Regions from separate parts of the Mus musculus genome. Here all the other regions are linked to region 1. Evidence: chromatin contacts called from public HiChIP or PLAC-seq, capture Hi-C and promoter capture Hi-C data. All regions are on one chromosome and are shown on one strand. The core of a region is the stretch at or near the end of the contact, and the rest is flanking DNA. Distances in the headings are between cores, read along the strand shown. Region 1 holds the start of Neil3 (nei like 3 (E. coli)). Region 2 has its middle 36 kb from the start of Spcs3. Region 3 holds the start of Spcs3 (signal peptidase complex subunit 3 homolog (S. cerevisiae)). Region 4 overlaps Vegfc (vascular endothelial growth factor C).

The links. Promoter capture Hi-C pulls out the DNA fragments that hold promoters and counts their contacts. HiChIP or PLAC-seq counts read pairs in DNA pulled down with a chosen protein or histone mark. Capture Hi-C pulls out chosen DNA fragments and counts their contacts.
Region 2: a contact with region 1 is called in an H3K4me3 HiChIP or PLAC-seq map of pro-B cells, with 7 times the contacts expected there. The contact joins the enhancer-like site here to the promoter of Neil3 in region 1. A contact is called at or near these places in 16 of 39 promoter capture datasets (the 3T3-L1 cell line, 3T3-L1-derived adipocytes, the C10 cell line and 10 more), 2 of 15 datasets of contacts at CTCF or cohesin (the NIH/3T3 cell line and pro-B cells), 2 of 484 Hi-C or Micro-C datasets (bone marrow-derived macrophages and short-term hematopoietic stem cells), 15 of 115 datasets of contacts at active chromatin or transcription factors (the 230-238 cell line, CD8 T cells, the NIH/3T3 cell line and 10 more) and 3 of 9 other capture datasets (adipose tissue, liver and pancreatic islet).
Region 3: a capture Hi-C map of macrophages shows a contact between it and region 1, with 4 times the contacts expected there. The contact joins the promoter of Spcs3 here to the promoter of Neil3 in region 1. A contact is called at or near these places in 15 of 39 promoter capture datasets (the 3T3-L1 cell line, 3T3-L1-derived adipocytes, the C10 cell line and 11 more), 5 of 484 Hi-C or Micro-C datasets (B cells, LSK cells, embryonic stem cells and 2 more), 8 of 115 datasets of contacts at active chromatin or transcription factors (bone marrow-derived dendritic cells, bone marrow-derived macrophages, embryonic fibroblasts and 4 more) and 3 of 9 other capture datasets (adipose tissue, liver and macrophages).
Region 4: a contact with region 1 is called in a promoter capture Hi-C map of pre-B cells, with 5 times the contacts expected there. The contact joins the enhancer-like site here to the promoter of Neil3 in region 1. A contact is called at or near these places in 9 of 39 promoter capture datasets (the 3T3-L1 cell line, 3T3-L1-derived adipocytes, the C10 cell line and 4 more), 1 of 15 datasets of contacts at CTCF or cohesin (large pre-B cells), 7 of 115 datasets of contacts at active chromatin or transcription factors (the 230-238 cell line, bone marrow-derived macrophages, embryonic stem cells and 3 more) and 2 of 9 other capture datasets (adipose tissue and liver).

What each region holds. Positions count from the first base shown.
Region 1 is chr8:53,637,300-53,640,405 of GRCm38.p6, forward strand. It overlaps Neil3 (nei like 3 (E. coli)), which reads right to left and starts at 1,766. Exons shown (of 10, transcript NM_146208.2): 1 at 1,457-1,766. The coding sequence starts at 1,612.
Region 2 is chr8:54,492,027-54,495,166 of GRCm38.p6, forward strand. No RefSeq gene overlaps it. Among named protein-coding and RNA genes, the nearest start is that of Spcs3, 36 kb to the right of the region's middle. Within about 2 kb of position 1,700, at least 5 of the 459 cell types and tissues checked have an H3K27ac peak or open chromatin away from gene starts, as enhancers often do. A contact at or near this core is called in pro-B cells, where this site is marked.
Region 3 is chr8:54,528,717-54,531,763 of GRCm38.p6, forward strand. Spcs3 (signal peptidase complex subunit 3 homolog (S. cerevisiae)) reads right to left here and starts at 1,282. Exons shown (of 5, transcript NM_029701.1): 1 at 1,047-1,282. The coding sequence starts at 1,189.
Region 4 is chr8:54,162,116-54,165,012 of GRCm38.p6, forward strand. All of the region lies in intron 3 of Vegfc (vascular endothelial growth factor C), which reads left to right. Among named protein-coding and RNA genes, the nearest start is that of Gm33153, 80 kb to the left of the region's middle. Within about 2 kb of position 1,591, at least 45 of the 459 cell types and tissues checked have an H3K27ac peak or open chromatin away from gene starts, as enhancers often do. A contact at or near this core is called in second pharyngeal arch cranial neural crest and stem cell-derived neural progenitor cells, where this site is marked.

The sequences.
Region 1 (3,106 bases), core at 516-3,015:
AGTTGTCCTGACTTTCACATGTGCTGTAACACACACAACAACATTCAGTCACACAACAATACGCACAAAAATAAAACCCAGCTCTGAAAAGTCCCAATTGTGGTATATGGAGTTCTTTACAATCTTCCCATCAGCTTTAATATCAGGCCATCTTCGGATCTCCTTCCTTTACATACACACTGGTTTATTTTTCAGGCCCTTGAACACCATTCTTCTGCCTATATGGGCCACTTTCATCTCAGGAACTCTGAATCTCTTATGCCCCCTTTACACATCAGCTCTGTTACCACCATAGGGAGACTTCCCTGGCCTCTCTGTATGTCCTAAGAGAGAACCACACACTTCTGAGAACTTACCACTTTGTACTTCACTGTGTTACCCTTTACTGAATGGCCATGTATTTTCCCAGCTACAACATAAAGACAAATGTATTTTCACCCTCCTGTACTTTGAGAGTATGCAAAATTTTGCTGAATGAGTGATCTTCGTCAAAACTAATACTTTAGAGAAACCATTAGCATAGATCTCTATAGTACTCTGAAATAATTTCGAGAAACATAATTTTTTAAAAAGTACAGAGCACTTGTTGACACACCAAGTCAAAATAAATAAAAGCATAACTGTTAAAAGATCCAAACCTTTTTTTTTTTCCTCCCTCAGCTTGAAAATACATCTTCCTTGTTTCTTTCAAGTTGGGAGCATATGCTAATTGCATAACAGACAACTTCTTTCCTAGACCAAAGGCTATGAGGGAGCTTTGCAGGAGAAATTGAAGAACAGCACAATATTGCATGTATCCATGAAATACAATTAACCACACATCTAAAGGGCCTTAAAAGCCTGGTCGTTTAATCAGAATATTTTTAGTATAGTTCTAAGTTCTTACCAAATGACTATCCAGCCATCAGCAATGTATGCCTGAGTGGCAAACTGTGCTACGATTTGCTTTCAAAAGAAATAAATTCACTTAAGGAAACCAGAACTAGCTTTTACTGCCCCTTCATTAGATGGCAATATTCAGCTGAGTGAGATGTTCGTGCTAAATTTTCCATGTGCAACGTTAGAATTATATACTACTGATCAACTGCAGAATTTGGGGCTGGAAAAGGGCTAAAAGTCTATGTTACGAGTTCAGTCTTACAACGTGGAAAGAAAAACATACCAGACTTCGCACAAATCCGATGATAACGTCAGTGAATGTAGACGGTAAACAGCAGAAAGCATCTTTTGCTGACTGCCTGTTAACAGGGTTGGAACAAAACGCCTTCGGTGGATCTAGCACTGGCACTGTTAGACAGCTGCTAGAGCTAAGACTCACTTCTCAGGTTAAATAAATGTCGGGAAACACAGGCTCTAGGTCTTGGGAACCAGAGTAGATTGGGGATCCCAGAACCTGGGTGGTGTTTTTACTCCACTTCCCGCTGCAGCTTCCAAGCAGGACACAGGACTGACTTACCGAGGTAGCGACATCAGCCAGGGAGGCGGCAGGGGACATGGCAGGGCCCAGGAGGCTCTGCAGAGCTGTGCCCCGCACACCAGTCACCGCCTGCCCCGGTAGCACTCGTGCCCGGATCTTCTCTCCATTCAGTGTACACCCTGGCCCTTCCACCATCTCTGTAGCCCGCCCGGAACCCCTGCTAGTTGCAAGGCCTGACTGGAAAACAACCAGGCAACTTCACTTTCCTGCTGACCCACACTGGGCGGGAAGTTCAAATCTCCCGCGCGCCCCGCCCCGCCCAGCCTAGGCTTGCCCACCAGCAAACCCCGCCCATCTGCGGCCAGGCCACGCCTAGGTGGTGCGGACTCTGCTCTGGGATCCAGGCAGCCCACAGAACTCAGGGCTCTGCAGGTCTCACACTTGTGTCATCGGTATTTCCTGAGCCAGTGCACAGTGAAAGGAGTCACAGAACCCGGCTCAGTGTAAAAACTCAGGAAACTGGGAGTTGAAGACTAAAAACTACGTTCGAACTACTCAGCCCATACTTTTTGAGCTGAAATCGATCACATTAAAACAACGTCAAGTTTGCGGTTTCATAAAAGCCCAGCACTGTACTGAAGTAAAAGTGGAAAACTAAATGTGGAGATTTGTCTAGTTGGCTTTCCAGTGTAGGATGATGAATGGTTACATTTGTCTACATCAGACTCGGGACTGTCTGGACTCTATATTCTGTTAACTAAAATTCATTTCTGATCTCTGTCCTTTGATGGAGAAAAGTCTGAAATAGCCCTTTCCCTTTCACCTCTGTATTGTTTATTGCTATCTAAAGAATGACATCATTTATTATTTAGAAATTTCTGTGAGTTAGAAGTTGGCAAAGTCCAGCTGGGTGGTTCTGGCTCCCCAGTTCTCTAAAAGTTACAAGGTAGGTTTGGTTGTAGCTAGGGGATCCTCTTTCAAGAGGTTCATTTACATGGGCTGGTAGCAAGAGGTCTTATAGTTCTGGCCATAGACCTGCTTAGCTGTGCTCTAGGTGTGATTGCAGATCACACCAGAGGAAGAACACAATTGCAATACAACTTATTACCTAGCAGCTGTTGTAACCTGTGAGTTACAATCCCTTTGCGGGAGTCAAATGATGCTTTCACAGGGGTCACTTAAGATCATTGGAAAACACAAATATTTACATTATAATTCATAACAGTAATTACTGTTAAGTAGTAACAACTTCCGTGTGAACAGTAATTCTTGCAGTAATTCTTTGTTTGTTTGTTTGGCTTTTTTTTTTTTTTTTTTTTTTTTGGAGACGGTTTCTCTGTATAGACCTGACTGTCCTGGAACTCACTCTGTAGACCAGACTGGCCTTGAACTCAGAAATCTGCCTGCCTCTGTCTCCCAAGTGCTGGGATTAAAGGCATGTGCCACCACTGCCCGCTCTAAAATCTACTTGCAACATTTAAATGACTGGGATTTTGTGATGTTTTCGATAAAAACATCTCCCATAGTCCTGGATGGAGTAGCATTATTAGGAGGTATGGCCTTGATGGAGGAGATGTAGTCTTACTGGAGAAAGTCTGTCACTGTGGAGTAGGCGTTTAGAGGTTTCAAATGCTCAACCTACGCCCGGTGTGAAACACATCCAGTCTCCTACTTGACTGCCTTCAGATC
Region 2 (3,140 bases), core at 450-2,949, 850 kb after region 1:
GCCCGCTCTGGATTAACTCCGTCTTCTTGATGGGAAGCCATAACCATATCTGGTCAGATAACCATAGAAACCTGGCCACTCTCACAGAGTGTAAGCAAGAGAGTTCCAGTTCACTGTGCAGTGTTGCATGGCTCTATGGTCTGTGCTTCCTGCCACACAAGCTACTCCAAGGGACACAGTATTCTTCGCCTGTCACTTGTACTTCATTAATACTTTCTACTTGTGCAAATTCTAGTAAAGATGTAGGAGTTGTCCATGAGCACTTACTGAAAATCCTCCTCCTCTTCCTCCTCCTCTTCCTCCTCCTCCCCCTCTCCCCCTCTCCCTCCTTTTCTTCCTTTCCACCTCTCCCCCTCTTCCTCCTCTCCTCCTCTCTCCTCTCCACCCTCCCCCTCCCCCTCTAGTCCTTCCTTCCTCTCTCTCCCTCCTTCTCTTCTTCCCCTCCTCCTTTCCTCCTCTCCCTCCTCCTATTCCTTCTCTTCTTCCTCTCCTCCTTTCCTTTTCTCCCTCTTCTCCCTCCTCCTTCTTCTTCTCCTTTTTCCTCATAATCTGGTCCTGCTCTTGTCTTCTCTTTTTTAAGCAGGAGCTGGGTTAGAGACCCACAGACACCAAGAAAGTAGCCACCAGAGACTCCACTTTTGCTCAGTTTCTTCACCAATATAGCAAAGGAAAACGAGTCTCACATGGGTTTGTCATCAGTCTGCCACAACATATTCACAGAGCTGTAACACAGTTACACCGCACACTCTCCATCCATTGGTTGAAAGAAACATTATTTACTCTTTAGCATTTTGGGTATTCTTCAGAATGCCACAAGGCGATGGACTGGGAAATCTGATCTCAACGTCAGTCTTTTTTAGACATACATCCATTCAATATGTTATCTTCCTTTAAAAAAAAATCATAGGAGATATTTTAGCTTTGTGTTATCTTGTCTACACTTTTACAGCCTGAAAATGAAATCTATCTTCTGTCCAAAAGGTGAACTAGCCACATTCTGAATTTAAAGCTCATTTTAAATGTAAAAACAAAACAAAACAAAACACCTGGGAAGAATGGGAAAAGTTCCTTTATATGTACTTCAACAGCAACAAATTACTACCATACCACATCCTTAAAATGCTAACAGTTTTTAAATTTCAAACATTATAAATGTCTCTAAATTGAAAAAAAAATGTATCCTAGGCATAGATTTAGGTGTAATCTATGAGGAGACAATAGCACACTAAAATGTTTTCTGTAGTCACATTCCTGAGTTAAAATATGCATCAGACTGAATCTTGAGCTCAACAGCACCACCTAGTGGACATCGACCAGAAATGCTGTCGCCTCTTATTCGAGATTGCTGCTCTTCCCCATGTCTTCCAAATAACTAATACAGTGATCACGCGGAATGTGGAAACACCCTTGAAATATGCGTTAACTTTCCACAATAATGATTTTTGTTAAATGTATCTGTAACTTACTTATGTCAGATACCAAACACTCGGATTATAAAAATATAAAGTATCTAACCCTCTTGATATCCAAAATTGCATAAGACCTTAACAAATGTTCTTTAACGGGGATGAAGTGGACTGGACGAAATGTTACGTTTCATTGAAAAAGAAACTAAAACAATAAAACCTTGAGATACTGAGCTGAAGTGGTGTTCATTTGCGTTCACTAACTCACTCTCTGGGGAGAGCGTGGGTTTCAGCTCACTCATCCAAAACAGGATACACGGCTTCATCTGTGGAGGCCTTTTAAGGGCTTAGGTGTTATCCATATAATACCCATCCACCCAATCTTGAGTTACTATTCGATCTATAGCTCTGGGTTTCTACTCTGCCGCTGTCCTTATCTTCAGTGCTCTTCAACAAAATCCTACAGCCTTCTGAACCTTCAGCCTCCAGACACCAGCTGTCTCCTTCCTGTGCTTTCTTTAATCTTTCTCTTCTTCTCTCCTCATTTCAGATTTCTTTGTTTTATATAAATGAGAGTGGCTGTTTTGTTTTGTGTATGTAGGTGCACTGTATGCATGCCTCACACCCACAGAGGTCAAAAGAGGGTGTCATATTCCCTGGAGGTGGAGTTACAGACAGTTGTGAGCCATTATGTGGGTGGTTGCTGGTTCCTCTACGAGAACAAATGCTTCTAACTGCTGAGCCATCTCTCCAGCCGTTTCCTTCTGTTTCTTTCCTGTTATTTCCTAAACTGGCCGGCAAGCTGGTTGGAGCACTGCTCACTTTTATACAAATCCCATCTCCCTATTCTACTACACACATGTTTAATTGCACAAGGGATACTAAAACAATCAACAAAACTAATTCTGGGTGATGGACCAAGTTACTTTTTGATGACATGACACTAGGAGGAAAACCCCTTCCAGAAACAGATGTTATCCCTGGTAAACAACTGAAGTCAAGGAAGGAAGGAAGGAAGGAAGGAAGGAAGGAAGGAAGGAAGGAAGGGAGGGAGGGAGGGAGGGAGGGAGGGAGGGAGGAAGGAAGGAAGGAAGGAAGGAAGGAAGGAAGGAAGGGAGGGAGGGGAACAGAAAGATAGAAAGAAACAAGCAAAGAAAGAAACAAAGAGACTCCAGAAATATATTCTGTTATTAAATATAACCCATCCACTCAAAGATGACTTGAAAGACTCTGCTGCCTCAGTCACCATATCCTACTCTTACCATTCCTCCTATTCCCCTCCCCTCTTTCCCTTTTACCCTCCTCATCCTCTTCCTCTTCCACCTCCTCCTCCTCTTCCTCCTCTGCCTTCTCCTCTTCATCTTTCATCCTGTTCCTCCTCCTCCGAACTCAGATCCCTGGATGCTTACACTGAGGTTGCCAAAGACAGAGGATCAATTACAAAGATCAGGACCTGGCTAATTTCTCCGACATGTATTGTGATTAGAAAGTACATTCTAGAAAGCTACTGAAATTTGGGGACTATTTATATTTACAAAATGTCACAACCAATTCTGAAGGCATCAAGTAGTTAATTAAATTCTAAAAACATAATGTAATTTATAAATTCATTAATGCAATATTCAGAAACAAATTTTAGTATACCAAAGGCAGAGAAGTGGGAGTATTACTTCGTCCTCTGGGTTATACAATTCCTGTCCTCAGAGGATGCTGCATATTTTATGTGACACGAGT
Region 3 (3,047 bases), core at 32-2,531, 890 kb after region 1:
TGGAACGCAGCACCTGATTATAAGCACATGCCATATGTCAGAGCCAACATGCACTTTCCACAATTATCTGAAATCCATACAACAATCCTTCCAGTGACTTTCTTCACTTACAACAAATGTTAACACCTGCGACTGCAAGAAACCTGTTTAAGATCACAATGTTTAATATGTTTCAAGTTTATCTAGGTCACCACAGAAGGTGATGGCAGGGCCGGTATCTAAGCTACGTCTATTTAAATCACCAATAGTACCTAACAAAAAGTGTTGGGGATAAAAATGAAAAATCAAAAGCAGCAGCAGTAGTAAGAGGAGACACTTACTGGTGATTCTGACAAACAAATTAGTAAACCAAGGCTAAAAGAACGGGCAGATTGTAGAGGACAGTTCACACAGAGCATACAGGAATTAAAACCACTGCGTGAAAGATAAAAGTGCCAGAAAAATGGAGGGAAATGCTATAAATAAAACAGGCAGTACGGGAAAAGAACAGTCATTTCGAAATTCTATTTTTAATGTCTCCTAAGACTTATTCAGGTTGCTGGCTAAAGAATGACGTTAAAAATAACAAGAAACTGGGATGTTTAAACCGCCCCTGTGCATCCTGCACATCCTAACTTCAAGGCAGCAGCTGCCAAGTAGTGTGTCCACGAGGGACAGACAGACGTCTTCAGGGACTGTCAAAGAGAACCAACTGGGGCTGGACGTGACACCAGAGCCACCCACCGAGGCGCCTGGATGGACACCCAGGCCAGGGGGGACTGGGGACTGGCTGAGGTCCCCACGCGCGCTTGCAGGCGGGGAGGCGCCGGGCGGAAGCGCGGGTGTGGGTGTGCTGTTGTGTTGCTCCCTCATTGGCCCGGGTGGGTGAGGGACGTGCAGAACAGGAAGGAAGGGGAGCGCTGACCCAGGCCACTCGGGAGACGACCGCGCAGGGCTGGGGTCTGAGGGCCCCGGGACGCGCGTCCGCGGAGTGGACGGCCCGCGGCGAAGCCCTCGGGGACCGCGCACACAGCCCCGGGCGGGGCCGGCCGGCCGGCCGCACTCACAGCATGATCCGCGAGACGTGCAGCCGCACTGGGACGCTCCTGTCTTTGAAGGCGGTGGTGATGAAGCAGCCGAAGGTGAGCGCCGCCATCACGCTCAGCGAGAAGGCGAACAGGGAGTTCGCGCGCGACAGGACGGTGTTCATCGTGGCGACCTTTCCCTCCCGGGCCCCGGCTCCCACACTCGCACTTCAGGCTCTGCTTCCCGCGGCCGACCAGTCCCCGCCCACCCGCGCATCGGGTGCGCACGTCCCGCCCCGCCCCCTTTCCGGTCCTCCGACGGGAGCGCGCACGCTCCCACACCCTCTGGGTCCCACCCACTGGGCGGCCGTGCACGCGCCGGAAGGCGGTGCTTTCAGTGAATCCGCCAATCATCAAAGAGCACGGGGGTTGGGCTTTGCCACGGGGGTGTGGGGGGAGACCCGCCTCCTCCACTGCTCAGTTGTTCCATGGCCTCTGTGGCTTGGTAGGGAAGTAGCATTTTGCGAGTTGACCTTCAGTTAAGTTTATAGGGACAGCGGCCCCTTAACTGTTCTGTGGTAGTCACTTTTCAAAACGCGTGGTCCCAGCTCACCTCTATCAAAGCTGGTAAAGTTGGACATTTTTGGAAAGGAGGAAAAATGAAATCAATCAGGCACCTAAATAGCAGTCAGGGACACCAGTGTTGGTATGCAGCCTTCGCACTAGACAATTAGTCAAATCCCTGTTGCTTTGCTTTCAACAGAGAACCGAACCTCTACTTAAGTTACGTGTTTTATACCACAATCCCAAATATTTCCACTTATCCAAAATAGGTTGTTGTACAACAGCTGCTGTAAACCATGAAACGGTGTTAATGAGAAACTGATATTGATTAAACTCCTCTCAGTCATTACCATGCAATTAATTTTCATACAGCATACAGGCAGGATCATTAAGAATTGCCTAGTGCATATTCTAGGCCTCGAATGGAGAGTGTAACAGAATAGACCCTGGCTCAAATAGAATAGAGCCAATAAATGAAATATGTAGCAGTTATAGTCAGAGTGGTCTTTAGATGTGTTTAAAACCTTGGTTATTCAATCTCTCGGGTAGCCACACTGTATTCAGTGAAGGAAGGTTTTAATAAATAGTTACTGTGCTGCAAGTGAGACACAAAAGTATATTGATCACTTTGTATAAACCCTACTGAGGTTTATAACTGAGTAAAGTTATCAAAATCAAAGCAGCAGCTTAAATTATAAAACAGGTATAAATACTGAGGGATGCTACATAGTGCTAGAGACAAAATGAGGAAGCCATGTATGTGGTGAGACAGAACAAATCAACCCACACACTACCTAGTATTATTACTATAGAGTAACTTAGAGAAAGGATGCCTCTTGTTACAGATGATGAGTGCCAGGATACATGCTATGAAATATACTGAACACTTAGAGGTATATGTAAGACACACCCAATAATCTGTTCCCAGTAGGTAAAGAAGTACCTGTGAAACAAAAGACTGAAGTGTACCTGGGAAAGTAATGGCCTGTTGGATGCTGTGGAGATATTTAATCTCAATTGGGGTCTTAACCCCACCTTTGATCATTCAGTTCCTGGATAAAAAGACACACACAACCTTTATATGTATATTAAACTCTAAGCAGCATAAAAGCTGGGCAGATATCCATCCTCTGTGGTATTAGAATCTACTTTCCTATCAATAACCCAGAGTTTTTACTTACTATGTTTCATGTGGGCTGCTTGTAACTCCAAGCCCACAGGGCCATGACTCCTAACCCTTGTTAACTTTCTCTTCCTCCTTTCCTCTTCTCTCTGCTTGTGCTTCTCCCAACAACAACAACACCCCCTCCCCCAGAGCCCGAGAACCATAAAACCTGCTTATGTCTCTTCTGCCCAGCTATTGGCTGTCAGTATCTTTATTCACCAATGAAATAACTTGGGGGCAAGGTCACACAGCTCACTAGGTTTAGACTCCCTCTTCTCCAAGTCTTGGGGACCCACACTTAGCATTACAATACA
Region 4 (2,897 bases), core at 341-2,840, 520 kb after region 1:
CTTTCTACAGTCTCTTCCTCTCAGCTCCCATTTGTCATTGTTTTCACCTGTAAAAGCTGCTTCTCACTGCTACTCAGATTCCATAACTCTTGGCTTAAGTAGCTGTTCACCTGCAGTGGTGAATGCAGTTTCCATTTACCTAGTGACGTTCTGCTCAACCGCAGGCTTGGTTACTCATAGAAGCCATTTCCACATTCCCATGACATTGTTTTCATTTTTATCTATTGATTTTTATTCTCTGGGCTCTAAATTCTGTGAATGTAAACATTGTTTGTTTATTAACCTAGAGAATACTTAGTGCTATACTTGGCCTGTGCTCAACACTTGGCACCAAGTAGAGAGAGTGGTTCAATGAAGGGAAATGACTTCAAGGTCAGAGGTTGAGTTTGAGTATGAAGGTTTTGTGATGGTGAAAGCACTAAAAGATGCAGATGCTAGAATGAAGTTGGACACAGAAATCTAGTGAAGTGGCCGTGTCTTCCACTTCTAATTTGGGAGAAAGAATAACTTTAATAGTTGTACTATCAAATGAAGCTTATAATTCTTATGAATACTAACTGTATTTATTAGAAGAGAAAATCAAATGCCAAGGTAAAACCACCATTCGTTATTCGTTTCAGTCACTACTTCCTTTCATTTTGTAAAACCATGTCCTCCTCCCTCCAAAAGGATGTTCTTGTGTTTGTTTGTTTGTTTGGACTAATAAACTTAACTTAACTTTAGTTAAATGAGTGGAACTTAGTGTTGTTTTAAAGTAAGTAATGACATATAGATTCTCTCCAATAGAATTTAGTATGTGGCCAAGGGAATTAGTATTTGGGTTCAGAGGTTAAGAGTACCAATTTTTTACAGGACCAGAATTCAATTCCCAGCACTGATTTCTGATGGGTCACAAACGTCTGTAACTCCAGCTTCAGGGGAAAGAACTGCTCTAGTCTCCACAGGCCCCTGCACTCAGTGTACACACAAAATCCCCCTCCCTTGCATACATACACATAATTAAAACTAAAATTTTAAAATAAAATTAATACTCATAGAGTTATTAAAAGTAGTGGATGTGTTCCAAATGAGAACCCTACAGGTTTACAAAAGTGCTTTCATGGAGTTTTTGTAGCTAAAGCATGAAACACCCCAGGGCAGGAAGGAAGTGTTCAGTTCTATTTCTCCTTTTACTAATACAGTTTGTTAAATCTTCCACTGAATAACTTTCTCCTATATTTATAAAAAAAGATACTTTTTCAATGTACACATGGGAATGTGTGAAGATGTCTTTCCAATAAATTTCTTACTGTTAAATGTCTTTAAGGTAAAAGTGTGTGTGTGTGTGGGGGGGGACCCAAGCTTTTGTTTTGTTAAAGTTTCAGACACGTATTTTAGCAGCCAACCTCACCAGTCTGAGTATATAAACCTTAACAACACCAGCATCTCTAGTGTTATGCTCCAATTGTTGATTTTTAAAATGGAAACTTCATAGAAATGTGGGTTTTTTTTTATGGGTCTTTGTGAAGGGCAGGTTATCAGAATGCACAAGGAAGCCAGTTTCTAGTTGCAAAGTGAAACCACATGGTCTGTGCATTCCAAACTGACGTAACCAATAGCAACTGCTTCAGCAGGCTCCCCCTGGAACGGCTAGAAGCATATTGACGGAATGCCATCGTAGACTCACGTGAACATGCCCTGAGTGTACTTTCCTATGTGAAGCTGTACAGTTAAGAGATCACAGCAAAAGCTAAAGTGAATCTTGCAGAAAATAAGTTATTTGTTGATGAAAGTAGAGCCAGAAGAAAGGTATCTGCTATGAAAATGTGCATGTGGAGTCTGAAGTGCCATGAATGTTCCCATTTCCCCCAAAATGGCATCATAAAGATCATAATAATGAATGCATGGTTACTAGGACCAAAGGTATAACTGTGACGCCTGAAGTTTGCTCTCAAGAAGTTGAGCAGTTTTTTTTTTAAATAGTCATTAGGCACTAGGCAAGAGAAACCAGTCTAGCTTCATGAACTAATTTTAAGCATTATTTAAAATTCTGTATTTCCTACTCAAAAAGATACAGCAATTTGTTTCTTTAAGTTTATAGAAATTATATAAACATATGTATTGCCAACATTATTTCTTTATATTTGAATACAATGTATCATATTTTTTTTTACAACAGAATACATTTGAACCTCAGTATAATATGGATCTTTATAGTACAAGTAGGCGGTATTATTTGCACTGTAGTTAGAAATATTTCTTCCAGAATGCTGCAGGGGCATGGAAGATTAATTTATTCCACTCGTATGTATTCATGTATTTTTAAATGGAATGTGATTTGTGTTGTGTCCTTAACAAATTAATATTTGGCAAGTACAGTTGCTAGAAAACAGGTTTCATCTTGATGTGGAGAAAGAGCTCTTGACCAGGAAAGTTAGCAGAAAGTTATGCAATAATAATATTTTCTTCAGGAAAATATTATTTTAACCAATAAATCTGTGAAAAAAAGCATTGCTTTTGGTCAAATAAAGATATTGATGGTGTTAAGAATTTTATCAAGGACTCTGAGAGCTCCTGACTTGAGGTTTTAACCTATTTGTAATGTGGTGTGAGTTTCATGCATCACAGTATGTTAAAATGTGTTCAGAGCTGAGTGTCAAGACTCTTCTATCTGCTTTTCATTTTAAATCTACTCTTGAGTTCTAAAGGCTTTGAACAGCTGTGGGTGTGTGGCCAGGACACTAAGTTTAACTGCAGACATGAACTTTGAACTTTCACCTCTTCTCATTTTTAGGAATTATTGCTTTTATACCTTCCAGTCACAACTTTTTCTTTTTTTCTTTTTTAATGTTGAATGTGCTCAAAGTTAGGATAATTAGAAGAAAAGAGAAAAGAGAATTCTATTTCAGATATGAAGA